Regions from separate parts of the Sus scrofa genome. Here region 1 is linked to region 2. The links are chromatin contacts, called in public Hi-C maps. All regions are on one chromosome and are shown on one strand. The core of a region is the stretch at or near the end of the contact, and the rest is flanking DNA. Distances in the headings are between cores, read along the strand shown. Region 1 overlaps LOC102159120 (a long non-coding RNA gene). Region 2 overlaps LOC110260820 (a long non-coding RNA gene).

Region 1 (6,466 bases), core at 1,624-4,123, 550 kb before region 2:
TGTCTCTCTCAGAATAGTTGACTATTCTGTATTTTCTCCCTGTGCTCTCTGTTCCTCGGAAGTGGCAGAGAAATGAATGTGCCTCTCAGTTCGGTGGGTCAGGACTGATGTTCTGCCTCTACTGGAGTCTAAACCAGCGACACCTTGGGTGGAAAAGTGAAGTCATCACCACATTTGTTATACCCCACCCCTATTCTAGTAGAATTAGCTCTGAGACTTGCTGGTTCAGCCATTTTACCTACCATGTCAGGTGCTTAAACATTGCCCCTCAGCTTTCAGGGCCCCCAATTTTTTCCCCACAACATCCTCTCTCACCACCCCAGTAAAACAAGAATATGTCCTCCTAAAATTGTACTGTGTTGCTTTTATGTGAGCTGGACAATATTACCAAACACTTAGAAACAGAAAATGATGGCACCACGTGGCATATTCTTGGCAAAACTTCTTTACCTTCTTTTGCTTTCCTGCTGGAGGACTTCCCAAGACCTGCTCTCCTCCCCATCTGCTCACAGCCAGGGAGTGTTGTCTCTGCTGTGTTCTCATGTTTAGTGTTACTCTGGGTGTTGTGCTTTTCCCTGCTGTGCCCCTTAGGGGTGGGTGAGGAGAATCAATCTGCAAAAGGGTAGAGCCACCCATAAGCTGCATATTTAGATCTGGCCTTGAAGAGATGGCTACAGATGGGGCTTCTTTCACTCTAAGCTCTATTATCACCCAACATATCTTCTGTTCTCTGGTGAGCTTCCGCCTTCTAATCAGCCATATGTTTCTGCTGGGTTGAATCTTGTTTTTACCACAGGCAATCCTCCTCTCCCCTCCCCTCCTTCCGAAAGACTAAAGAATTTTCCCCTGATGGTTTTCTTATCTTCCTTCATCTCCTGATGTGACCTCCCTGGTTCAGGATTCCTTTTCTTTACTCCCACACACAGAAGCGCAGAGAGAAAGTGACCTTTGGGTTCTAATCCAACTGGCCAGACCTTACTTGCAAAGCCTGGGGTCATGAAGTTCATGCAGGTCTGTCTTCTAAACCACAGAATACTGAAGACTAGATTTGGAAGAACAAATAGAAAGCAGCTAGTGTCGTATTTACTGAGGTTTCCCCCTAGCTATTGAGGGAAATGTTCAAATTGACTTTGACAAAAGCCCAGGCCATCTCTGCTCAATTAGATGCTGCAGAACTCTGCAGAACACTAGGCTTGCATGCCAACGGGTTCCATGAGGAAAATCCTGGCTTGCCCACAGGTCATTTTCATGTGAAGTATATGGTGAAAGGGCAGGAAGAGAGTGATGCTGGGATATTCACCCCCTAACTCCTTCCCAGAGCAGCGTTAGCTGTGTCTCAGCACCAAAGGTGACAGCCCCTATCAGAGTCCTCTCTGCACAGCTATCCACGCCAGGTTCCTGAAGCCATGCCCACCCCCTACCTGTTCAGGCTTAAAAGTGGTAAGTGCTCTCCCATATTTAACTCCAGGGTGTTTCATTATCATTCTTTCCCCCCTACATGGCCATAGCTTTACAAATGGTCCTTTATTAAACTCTCCTCCCTATTCAGTCTGAAAGTGTCACCTGTTTCCTGCCAGGACCCTGATAGCCGCTATGAAGTGGCTGTTGTTATCTATCTTATACCTATCTATCTATCTATCTATCTACCCATCCATCCATCCATCCATCCATCTATCTATCTATCTATCTATCTATCTATCTATCTATCTATCTATCTATCTATCCAGCTATCCAGCTATATATCTCTGTTTATCTTCCAGTGTTATTGACATAACTGACATACAGCACTGGTTAAGTTTAAGGTATACAGTGTAATAATTTGACTTAAACACATCCTGAGGGGAGGTGGATCAAGAAGGCAAAGGAGTAAAATGGCACACACCTTCTCCCACAAACACATTTAAAAAAAGCACGTCTACCTGTAAAACCACTCGCACAGAACATCTACTGAACGCTGACAGAACTTAAAGCTCCAAAAAAGGCAAGAAACTCTTGACATAACTGGGTAGAACAAAAGCAAAAAAAGAGAGAGAGAGAAAAGGCCTAGCCTTCCTGAGAGGGAGCTGTGAAGGAGAAAAGGAACCCACATCCCGGGAAGCCACCTAACCAACGGGGAGCTCATCGGAGATGGAGAGACCTCAGAGTCGCCGAGAAAAGCGCAGCAGCTGGACTGAGGAGGGCAAAGTAGAGTGAGAGCCATCTGCATCACCGCCCCAGACACCACAGCCTGAGATGCCCAGGCAGGGACTGGGTGCTGAGAGTTAGGCTCCAGATGTCAGTCCTGGGGAGAGGATTAGGGTCAGCTGTGGGGGCACAGCCTCGGGGCTAAGGAGCACTGTGCCACACACAGGGGAGCGGAACGCCATGGCAGAGGGAACCCGGGAGAAGGTCTGGGCCCACAGAAGCAAGGTGCCATTGTTGGGGAGGGTGAGAGGAGGAGGGGCAGACCACCAGAGGAATCTCCCTGGGCACACATGCCATGCAGGCTCTCAAAGAGCAGAGCACCTCTGGTGAGGGCAGTGGGTGGCAAGAAGCCACTTGCTTGGGCTACAAGAGACTGGGCACTTCTTGTGCAGGCCACTGGTGGCCAGGCACCTCTTGTGTGGGCTAAGGGCAGTGGGGGGCAAGTGCGACCTGGTGCCTCTGAGTGATCTACAGGCAGCAGGGAGGATCGCAGCGGCCATCTCAGAGGCCAGAGGAAGGTCTGGCCTGCCACCACTGGGGGCCTGTGAGTGGGCTCCACCTGTGGCCCCAGTCACCTCAGAGGTTGGCAAAAGAAAGAGGGCACTGAAACCAGGCACCACATGTTATTGCTCTCACCCGCCCTGGGAATAAACCTGCCCCATAGCTGCCACTGCCAAATGCTCTGGGTAGTGCCCAGAGGCTTGATCTTTGTCTCTTCCCAAGCTGGTGCAGCACCTCTTGCGTAGGCTAAGCAGGGTGGTGTGCTTCTTGCATGGTCTGCAGGTGGCAGGGGCAAACCACCGCCATTATCTCTGACTCTAGAGGTAGGTGTAGCACACTGCCACTGGGTATCCCTGAACAAGAACCACTTGCAGCCCCTACCACCTCAGAGGGCACCACAAAGGAGGACATTGCAACGGAACACCATTTGTTGTTGCTCTAGCTCCCCTGGGAGCACACCTGCCCTGCTGCTGCCACTGCCAAATGCTCTGGGCATTGCCCAGATGCTTGATCACTGTCCCTTCCCAGGAACCTGCAACTAGGAGCAGCCTGTGCAGCACCTCCTGTGAGGGCTCAGTGAGGGGGGTGCTTTTTGCATAGTCTGCAGGTGGTGGGAGCAAACCACCACAGTTATCACTAACTCCAAAAGTGGAGCCTGGACCGCTACCACTAGGGGTCTGTGAACAGGCACCACCTGTGGCTCCAATCACCTCAGAGGAGGGCACTGCAATCAAATACTACCTATTGTTGCTCTCACTCCCCTGGAACTCACACACCCTGATGCTGCCACAGCCAAATGATCTGGGCACGTTGCAAATCTGCCTAAGGCTCATTACCACTTCCCAGGGCCCTGCAACTAGGAGTAGCCTGTGCCACCTTCCTGCAGGTCCTTGCTGCTATTAAGAGCCCAGCAACCAGGCACTGACTACTAGCCCTACCCATTGCCTCCTTCTCCCTGGAAACACACTCAGTACCCTGGGGATAACAGTCTGCTCACACCAAAGAAAGACACAGCAAATATTCAAACTCCCACACCAAAAATAAATAGTAACCCCCACAAAATACAGACAGGTGCTCTTGCATAGGAGTAGTCCCCCAAGACTACAGTTTGGCTTCCCTAAACTCACAAAAAAAGAAAAACATAAGCAAGGTGAAGAAGCTCAGAAACCATTCCCATGTAAGAGAACTGGAGAATTTACCTGAAGCAGCAAACAATGAAACAGACCTCTGCCGTCTGACAGACACGGTTCAAAAGAGAGACAGTGAAAATATTGAAGGAATTAAGGCTGAATGTCAAGGAATTAAGAGCATATATGAACAGTAATGCAGACTCTTTAGAAAGGAACTAGAAAATATAAGGAGGAACATAGAAAAATTAGAAAATTCATTTGCAGAGATGCAGACTGAGCTAAAGGCACTAAAGAGAAGAATGAATAATGCAGAGGAACGAATTAGTGACGTGGAAGATAAAATAATGGAAATCACCCAATCAGGACAGCAAACAGAAAATCAAATGAAAAAACACAAAAGCAATATAAGGGACATATGGGATAATATAAAGTGGGCCAATCCACACATAATAGGAATTCCAGAAGGAGAAGAAAAAGAAAAGGGGATTGAAAAATATATTTGAAGAAATTATGTCTGAAAACTTTCCAAATCTAAAGGAAGCTGATATCAAGAAACAGGAAGCACAGAGGGCCCCAAACAAGTTTAACACAAATAGAATCACACCAAGACATATTATAATAAAAATGGAAAAACTTAAAGAGAGGATTCTAAAGGCAGCAAGAGAAAAAGTATTAATTATAAGAGAATCCCCATAAGGCTATCAGCTAATTTCTCTACAGAAACACTACAGGCCAGAAAAGAGTGGCAAGATATATTTAAAGTTCTGAAAGGAGAAAATTTGCAGCCTAGAATATGCTATCCAGCAAGAATATCATTTAAAATGGGGAAATAAAGAATTTCTCCAACAAACAAAAGCTAAAAGAGAACAGCAATACTAAACCCATTCTAAAAGAAATACTGAAAGGGCTTCTCTAAAAATAAATAAATAAATAAAAAGAAGTAAGCAGAAATAGGATGGAGGAAACCACAATTGAAAAGCAATTACTTTAAGTCAGCATACATATCTAAGAGGAAAAAAAGAAAAAAAAAACTGTAAAAGTGATGATAAATACAAGCGATGGCAAAAGGACAAACTTGAAGATGTTAAAAAAAAAAGGGCATCAAAATCATAGAAAGTGGCAAGGAAAATACGAAAATATAGATTTTTTTTTTCTTTTAATAATGTGCTTGAGCCTATAGGAAGGGGTTAACGTACTTAAAAAACAGGGCGACCATACATCAAAACCAAACATTATACTCACAAAAACTAAAAAGAAAAGTAGTCAAGCATAAAATAAATGGAAATCTTGCAACCAAAAAAAGAAAGGAAGAAAGGAGAAACACAGAATCAGCTGGAAAACAAGGTTTAAAATGGCAATAAATACATATCTATCAATAATTAACTTAAATGTCAATGGACTTAATGCTCCAATCAAAAGATACGAGTGGCAGATTGGATAAAAAGCAAAACCTTCAATCTGCTGTCTACAGGAGACTGACCTTAGGGCAAAGGACACATATAGACTGAAAGTGAGGGGACAGGAAAAGATATTTCATGCCAATGGACAAGAGAGGAAAGCAGAAGTTGCAATACTCATATCAGACAAAATATAGACTTTAAAATGAAGGCCATAAAGAAAGACAAAGAAAGACAGTATTTAATGGTAAAGGGATCCATTATGAAATGGATATTACAGGTGTTCCCATAGTGGCACAGTGGAAACAAATCCAACTAGGAACCATGAGGTTGCGGGTTCAATCCCTGGCCTCGCTTAATGGGTTAAGGATCTGGTGTTGCCATGAGCTGTGGTTTAGGTCACAGAGGTGGCTCGGTTCTGGCACCACTGTTGCTATAGTGTAGGCCAGTGGCTGTAGCTCCAATTAAACCCCTAGCCTTGGAACCTCCATATGCCTCTAGTGTGGCCCTAAAAAGACAAAAAGACAAAAAAAAAAAAAAAAAAAAAGAAAAAAAGAAGGAAAGGAAGAAAAGGATATTACAATCATCAATATATGTGCCTCTAATATAGGAGCTCCCAGATACCTACAACAAATACTAACAGACATAAAAAGAGAAATTGATGGGAATACAGTCATTGTAGAAGACTTTAACACCCCACTTACATGAACGGACAGATCCTCTAGACAGAAAATCAATAAGGTAACAGAGATCTAAATGACATGATAGAAAAGTTAGATTTAATTGATATTTCCGGGACATTACATCAAAAAAAATCAGAATATACATTCTTTTCAAGTGCACATGGAACATTCTCAAGGATCGATCACATACTGGGGCACAAAGCAAAGCTCAAATTTAAGAGTATAGAAATTATTTCAAGTATCTTCTCTGAACACAATGGCATGAGAGTAGAAATTGACCACAGGAAAGGAAATAAGAAAAAAGTAACTACATGGAGACTAGACAACATGCTACTAAAAAACCAATGGGTCAATGAGGAAATCAAGAAGGAAATTACAAAATACTTCAAGACAAATGATAATGACACAAACATTCAAAATCTATGGGATGCTGCAAAAGCAGCGCTTAGAGGGGAATTCATAGCAATACAGGCCTTCCTCAACAAAGAAGAAAAATCTCAAATCGACAATTTAACCAACCACCTAAATGAATTAGAAAAAGAACAAACAAAACCTAAAAACAGCACAAGGA
Region 2 (6,543 bases), core at 3,544-6,043:
TTTGCTGAGACCTGCTCCTGCTCCAGGTTCAAGCACATCTTGATTATAGGAACCATTTTGAATCTCATGTGTGGGCCCAGTTTGGCTCCAGCACTGGTTTCATTTTCACACATCGCATTTATTGAACATTTACTATGTTCCAGGCTCTGTGGCACTTCCTACACATGATGTCACTCATTCCTCCCCGTGTTTCTGTGCTGGCGAGCACCACAATTAGCAGACCTGTTACAGAGGGTTGGAGAAATTTGTCTGAAGTCACACAGCCAACAGATGGTGGAATCAAGACTCAAACCAGGTCTTCTGACTCTAGTAGCTATGCTTGATAAATAGCTATAACTTTTAACAAAAGGGACAGTGGGGGACATGTGAGTATGGGGGTGTGGGTGTGATGGGTTGATGGCCGAAAGCTTTCTGGGACCCTGCTACTCATGCTAGATTTTCTGGTCCTGATTAGCTGCTCCATGGCTGCCAGGAGCTGTTATTATCACTCACTCCTATGCCCTTGTCACTGGGCCTGTGGGGACCTGCCCTTCCTTCCTGCTCTTGGCCCTGTGATGTTGACAGCTGTACTGGGAAATCACATGCTGGCTGCTGCCACAATTACCAGACACAGACTGTAAGTGCCTCCCTGGACGTCCTGCCACCCTGTCTCATGCCGGCCCCTACACAGGTGCTCAGGCCACGGCTTTGCTCCATCTGTTTTACTTCTGTGTAAGTAACCCAGTTTTCTCTATGCCATCACTTCTCCATGGAGTCTTTTCTCTGGTTCTGCCTGACAGAATTCATTCTTCTTACCCTCTGTTACAGTCCTTTAACTCTTGACTTATGCTCTCTTTCTGGCTCTTTCCTTAGCCTACCTTAGATTAAGTTAATGCCTCACCAGTTTTGCTAAACTCCTTTTAATATTGAACTTTTTTCAAATTTAAATATTCATTGTACTGAATTAATCAGAACACACTTCTCAAAACACAGGTGGTATGAAAAAGCCCAAAGTTTGTTGAAGAAGGAGAAATGCGCCGAGAGAATAAAAACAATGATGATCAGAACAATAAAAATCAATAAGCAACATTTTCAATGTGTTTTGCAATCACCAAACACCAGACTCACTGCCTGGCCTCCAGTGTCTTGGAAGACGAGTTCTGTGACTCACTGTAAACCACACGATAGGACTCAACTCCCAGACTCTGGCTTCAAACTCTATCTTCTAAAAATGCCTTCTAAAGAAAAGATTTCTGTCTCATCAGTCAGCTCATCTGGCATTTGAAAACCTCAAGCAGAAATTCCCCAGGTCAGCATTATGCATTCTCCAAGACCAAGCTTCTTCAAACAGAAACCAAAAACAATGAAAACTAAATACCAATGGCTTCTGGCTTCTCTTCAGCGATAACAAGTCTTCATTCTTTTTCTCTGTTCCATGTGAAAAGTTATACCCCCAAAGGGGAGCTGTGGGCTTTCCAATGGTGGAGCAGAGATGGGGGCTTAGGGAACGAAACCTTCAGAAATAACCTTCTCCTTCCTCCCTCTACCCACATTGAGAACATATTCATTTCACTGAATTTAAAGTCAATGAGACCATAAAGGACCAGTTCTGTATTTTGTTTTCTTATGCTGCTGCTTCTAGAGCAAAACTAAATAAGTGACACATCAACTCTTTAAGGATCTTGTTTCCAACGAGAGAACCGAGGATACACGTTCTGAGGACATTGGTTTATTCAAGATGATGTGACAACTTTAGAAAAAAAAAATCCCCTTAATAAAAGAGGTTTATAGGCCAAATGGACTTCCCTTTCTGGTCTAAATGTCATGTTTGTGAAAGTGGTGTGGTATAAATAGCAAAGTGGGGAAACGAGAAATTATCCCTCCGCTGAATAAATCAGACTCTTAGCTGACCCTCCCTCACAAGGCTGGTGCTTTCTAAGCTCTCAGGTTTCCACTCAAACATCACCTCTCAGGAGTCACCTTCTAAAATCGCTCCTCCACTACTTTTTATCCCCTTACCCTCCTCTTTATTTGAGTAATAGTATTATCACTAGCTGGCATTTTATTTTTGTTTACTTGTTTATTATCTGTTTCCTTCTACTAGAAGATAAGCTCTTTATGTGAATGTGTCTCTGTTATTGCTGTTTTCCTGGAAACCGGCTTCCTAAATTCAACTCCCTAAATAAACATTTAGGACGCCACTTATAAATAAAACAATTCTGTTTTCTCTACACATGCTGGAGAAACTGTAGGATCTGGAGATACCATTAAAGATAAACAGGAGACCAAAGTTAGTTCATTGAGAAGGATTTTCCACTTCAGACACTACAAAGAGGGGTCTCCTCACTCAGAATTTTTCTGTTTTCTCAGCATCGCAAGCAAAACACAGTATTTGGGTAAGAAAAAAAAAAAAGTCCAATAAGTCTATGCCTTATCTCAGACATCAAAGAAAAGAAAGTGAAACAGAGAAACACTGGTTCCAGATTTGCTGGAAAGAGTCTTAAAAAGGTGCCTGAAACCCACTCTGCAGGTTCCTTTTAATGGTTCAATTTGGTTTTTAAAGCTTTTTCTCTTCAGTGCTGAGGAAGATTCATTTATTCATTCAACCAACAGCTCTGAAAGTCTAAGGGAATGCCCCCCAACCTTCTATCATTTTCTAGTTAATTACACTGTGTCGATTTCCTAGCAGGTACTTACCTCTTTGTAAAGTTATATATATTCTTTTCTTATTAAGGCTACATCTGTGGCCTATAGAAATTGCAAGGCCAGGGGTACAATCAGAGCTGCAGCTGAGACCGACGCCACAGCCACGGCAAAGTTGGATCCAAGCCATATCTGTGACCTACACCACAGCTTGCAGCAATGCCAGCTCCTGAACCTGCTGAGCGAGGCCAGGGCTCAAACTGACACCCTCACAGACGCTACATCGGGTTCTGAACCCACTTAGCCACATGGGAACTCCTAGGTAAAGTTTTGGTCTTAATGTTTTACATATTCATTGATTCTTCTGGGTAGAATATACGCTCCATGAGCTCAAGAGTCTTGTCTCTTCTCCACTGATGCTTCTCCAGAACCGAAGAGTTCAGTTTCCAACACACGGACATTTCGAAAGAGGGAGCCACTGAAGATGTGAAGCACTGAGGTTGCATGGGCTCTCGAAGGGCTTTCCTGACATCTCCTGCCTCACTTGGACATTCTCGTTTTTCTGAATACTGTTTGCCCCCAGCAGCTCTTCCCTATCACCAGGAATTCAGTCTCTAGGGTGCTCTTCCCTCACAGCTGTAGAGTAAGTCCCACGGAGGCCTTCACTGCTTCATTCTACCAAACTGGCACATGCAACACAAGCTGGTTTGTGATTATGTCACGCATTCATATTTCTTCCCCAGCCAACACTGTGACCTTCCCATAGAGAAGGCCTATCTCCTAGGCCAAAGAGTAGAAGAGGGAAAGAAAGGTTTTGAACGGATGATAATAAGGTGAGTTTTTAAAACAGGAAATGTGTATGCCTCTGGTACATGTAGGCAGAAATGTCCAACAGTTTATGTGTACGGATCTCACTTCAGAAAAGAAGTCTAAGCTGAAACCATCCACTTGTCACTTGTCCGCATCCACGCGGTATGACTAACAAGTTGAGCGCCCGAGCGCACTCAGGGAGAATGCAGAGACAGAGAAGGTGAGCAGCAAAGGGCAGGGCCACGGCACACACTGACTCACTGCAGGAGCAGGTGGAGGAAGGAGGCTGAGAAGGGCCATGTCCGTGGTGGGAGAGGGACCAGAAGACCACGTCCGTGTGGCCAGGAAAGCTGACACTTCCAAGATGGCATGGCACAGAACGGTCGATGGTGGCAGAGGTCATAAAGAATCTGAAAGTAAGAGAAGACTGGAAAATGCCCACTGGCTTTGGCAGTGGAGTTTCACCACAGTAATTTCACCTGAGGAATAAACAGAAGCCTGAGAGGGACTGCACATGGACTTTGGTAGAAGATGAGTAATTCTGGAAAGTGACTTAAGACAGTGGCCTTCGCAGGCTGAGCTTTGAAGACAAGGAGAAAGACAGGCTGGGACCTAAACCGGAGCTTCTGTGGGAAATGAACTGAGGTTAGTACCCAAAGGCCGTTTCAAATTGTGCATCTGAGATGCTTACGGTTTACTGTATGCCAACGATAGTTCAAGAAGGGGTTGCTGTTTCAAAGCCCATTTTAGAATTTCATAAAGTATCAGTATCTTCTCATGGAAGAAACAAATTTCAAATTTATCAGTACATAGTAAGATATTTTGATATCCAAATGAAAAAAATCCAGGAAAAAACAGAAACACGTAAACTAATACACCTGGTTTACAAAGAAGAAGAAGAAAATCAATAGTTAACAGGAGCACTTTCTTATCTCATGGGAGGCAGCAGAAAGGCACTATGACCTGGAATACGGGCCAGCATCGAAAAAGGAGTGGAATTATGTAACTGGAGACCTACCTAAGAGGCTGCAAAGTGAGCTGGATTATGACCCAAATGAAAGCAACTACAAGGCAAATTAAGACTCCAAGAAAGGCTTGAAGAGTTTCCTAAGCACAGATGAAAAGGCCTAAATGCCATCAAAGCTTTATTTAGGGTCACAATAAGTGAAAAAACTGCATAGATACACACTGGATAGAGAAGGGAGAAGAACAGCTAAACCAAATGTTTGCCAGTATCCGAAGACTCAGCAATTATCCTATCAGTGCCCTAAAAATTGAAGGGAATAATGCCAAGGTGTAAACAATTACTCAACAGTCAGTAAATTCAAAGGTGAGATAGGTAGGCAAAACTGAAGAGAAACATTAACTCAGTGAAAGTTGTTTTTTCAGAATGCAGCCATCTAGAATTTTCTCTACAGTGTTCTCACATGGAATAGAAAAAAATGACAAAGAGACAACCAACAGATTAAACACCAATGCGCACAGTCTTTTGTATCTTCTCAAAGCAGTTTTCCTCCTTGGATCCTCGAAATACTTCAGAAGCAGGCAGTGTGCCAGAGTCCTCCCACCACCCCCGCCCCTGCACTACCCTTTGAGGGACATTTATCTTTGTGTTTTCATACAATTGGACCCTGGGAGGTAATGTTTTTCCTTGGACCTGTCTTATTTTCCTACAGCATTACGCAGACAAGCAGATTTATCAGAGACTGTAAATGCAATAGAAGAAGCAAAAGAAAAGGGGAGAAGAGGCATTTTCTATCGGTTGACATGGGTATCGTCACTTTATTAATTGAAAATATATACCTAAGCATTAAAGATAAGTGACATGGCTACCAACTTATTAATTAGAGAACTGGACAGGAGACGAAGTGACATAATGATCTCATTCCAGATTCCAACTCACGATGAGAAAAGCAACTTCCAGCACCTGCCACAGGATCAGCAGAGAATCACTACGATGTTCCATGTCCCTATGACCACAGGGCAACCTGGAGGAAGCGGTGGTCGTACAAGCACCACGAGTCACAAAACCTGACAAGATAGTCAGCATCAATTTGGTATCTGAGGTACTAGCATGTTCAGTTACTGAACACTCTTCCCGTTTCTCCCAACCCAATCCTGTCTCCCTTAATATAGCAGCAAGTATTTCTAGAGGGCTTACAACGTACTAACCACTGTTCTAAGCGGTTTTCATGTACTAAGTCACTTAATTATCACAACTCTCTACGTAGGCACTATTTTTTGCATACTCATTTATAGATGAAATGGCCTTGACACAAACAGGTTAGGTAATTTACCCAGCTGGCACATAGCTGGTGAGTGTGAGAGGAGAAATTCAAGACCAAGCAGTTTAGAATCAGAGCTCTCATGCTCAGTTACTCGGCTCTACTGTCATTTTTATTTCAGATCATAATCTTCCCTTTTCTGGACTATTAAACAGCTTCCCAGCTGGTCTTCATTCAAGTTGCCTCTTTTTACATTACTATTTTTATTTTTATTTATTTTTATTTTTATTTTTTTGTCTTTTTAGGGCCACACCTGCAGCATATGGAAGTTTCCAGGCTATGGGGTCTAATCGGAGCTATAGCTGCTGGCCTACTTCACAGTCAAAGCAATGCCAGATCCAAGCTGCAGCTGCGACCTACACCATAGCTCATGGTAATGCCAGATCCTTAACCCGAGAGAGGCCAGGGATTGAACCCGCAACCTCATGGAGTTAGATTCGTTTCTGCTGCGCCACAGCGGGAACTCCCTACATTACTATTTCTTATTATAACAATAACATGTGAATACATTCTTCAGGTAAAATATGATAATAGCATGAATTAGACAAAAACCCAGTTGGCCACCAGCCGCAATCCCAAGTTTCTCCCCAGGGACTACTATGCCTCCTTCTAGATATTTTTATGCGTATATACATACCTGAAAAAGTATGCGGTATTGTTTGATAGATTTTTTAACAAATGTGGTTAATAATTTGCAAAATTTTACGTTATAGGATTTCAAGAGCATTCTAAATCAAAAGTGTGACCATTAAAAGAAGAAATATCGGGGAGTTCCCATCATGGCACAGAGAAAACGAATCCTACTACGAACTATGAGATTGCAGGT

The links. A called contact is a pair of places that touch in the nucleus more often than the background predicts.
Region 1: a contact with region 2 is called in a Hi-C map of liver, with 1.6 times the contacts expected there. The contact joins two enhancer-like sites. A contact is called at or near these places in 1 of 5 promoter capture datasets (liver), 2 of 47 Hi-C or Micro-C datasets (liver and skeletal muscle) and 1 of 2 datasets of contacts at active chromatin or transcription factors (alveolar macrophages).

The regions. Positions count from the first base shown.
Region 1 is chr5:91,021,843-91,028,308 of Sscrofa11.1, reverse strand. All of the region lies in intron 2 of LOC102159120 (a long non-coding RNA gene), which reads right to left. Among named protein-coding and RNA genes, the nearest start is that of BTG1, 210 kb to the right of the region's middle. Within about 2 kb of position 2,873, at least 3 of the 83 cell types and tissues checked have an H3K27ac peak or open chromatin away from gene starts, as enhancers often do. A contact at or near this core is called in liver, where this site is marked.
Region 2 is chr5:90,471,126-90,477,668 of Sscrofa11.1, reverse strand. It overlaps LOC110260820 (a long non-coding RNA gene), which reads left to right. Exons shown (of 3, transcript XR_002344327.1): 2 at 144-711; 3 at 973-2,743. Among named protein-coding and RNA genes, the nearest start is that of PLEKHG7, 160 kb to the right of the region's middle. Within about 2 kb of position 4,793, at least 7 of the 83 cell types and tissues checked have an H3K27ac peak or open chromatin away from gene starts, as enhancers often do. A contact at or near this core is called in liver, where this site is marked.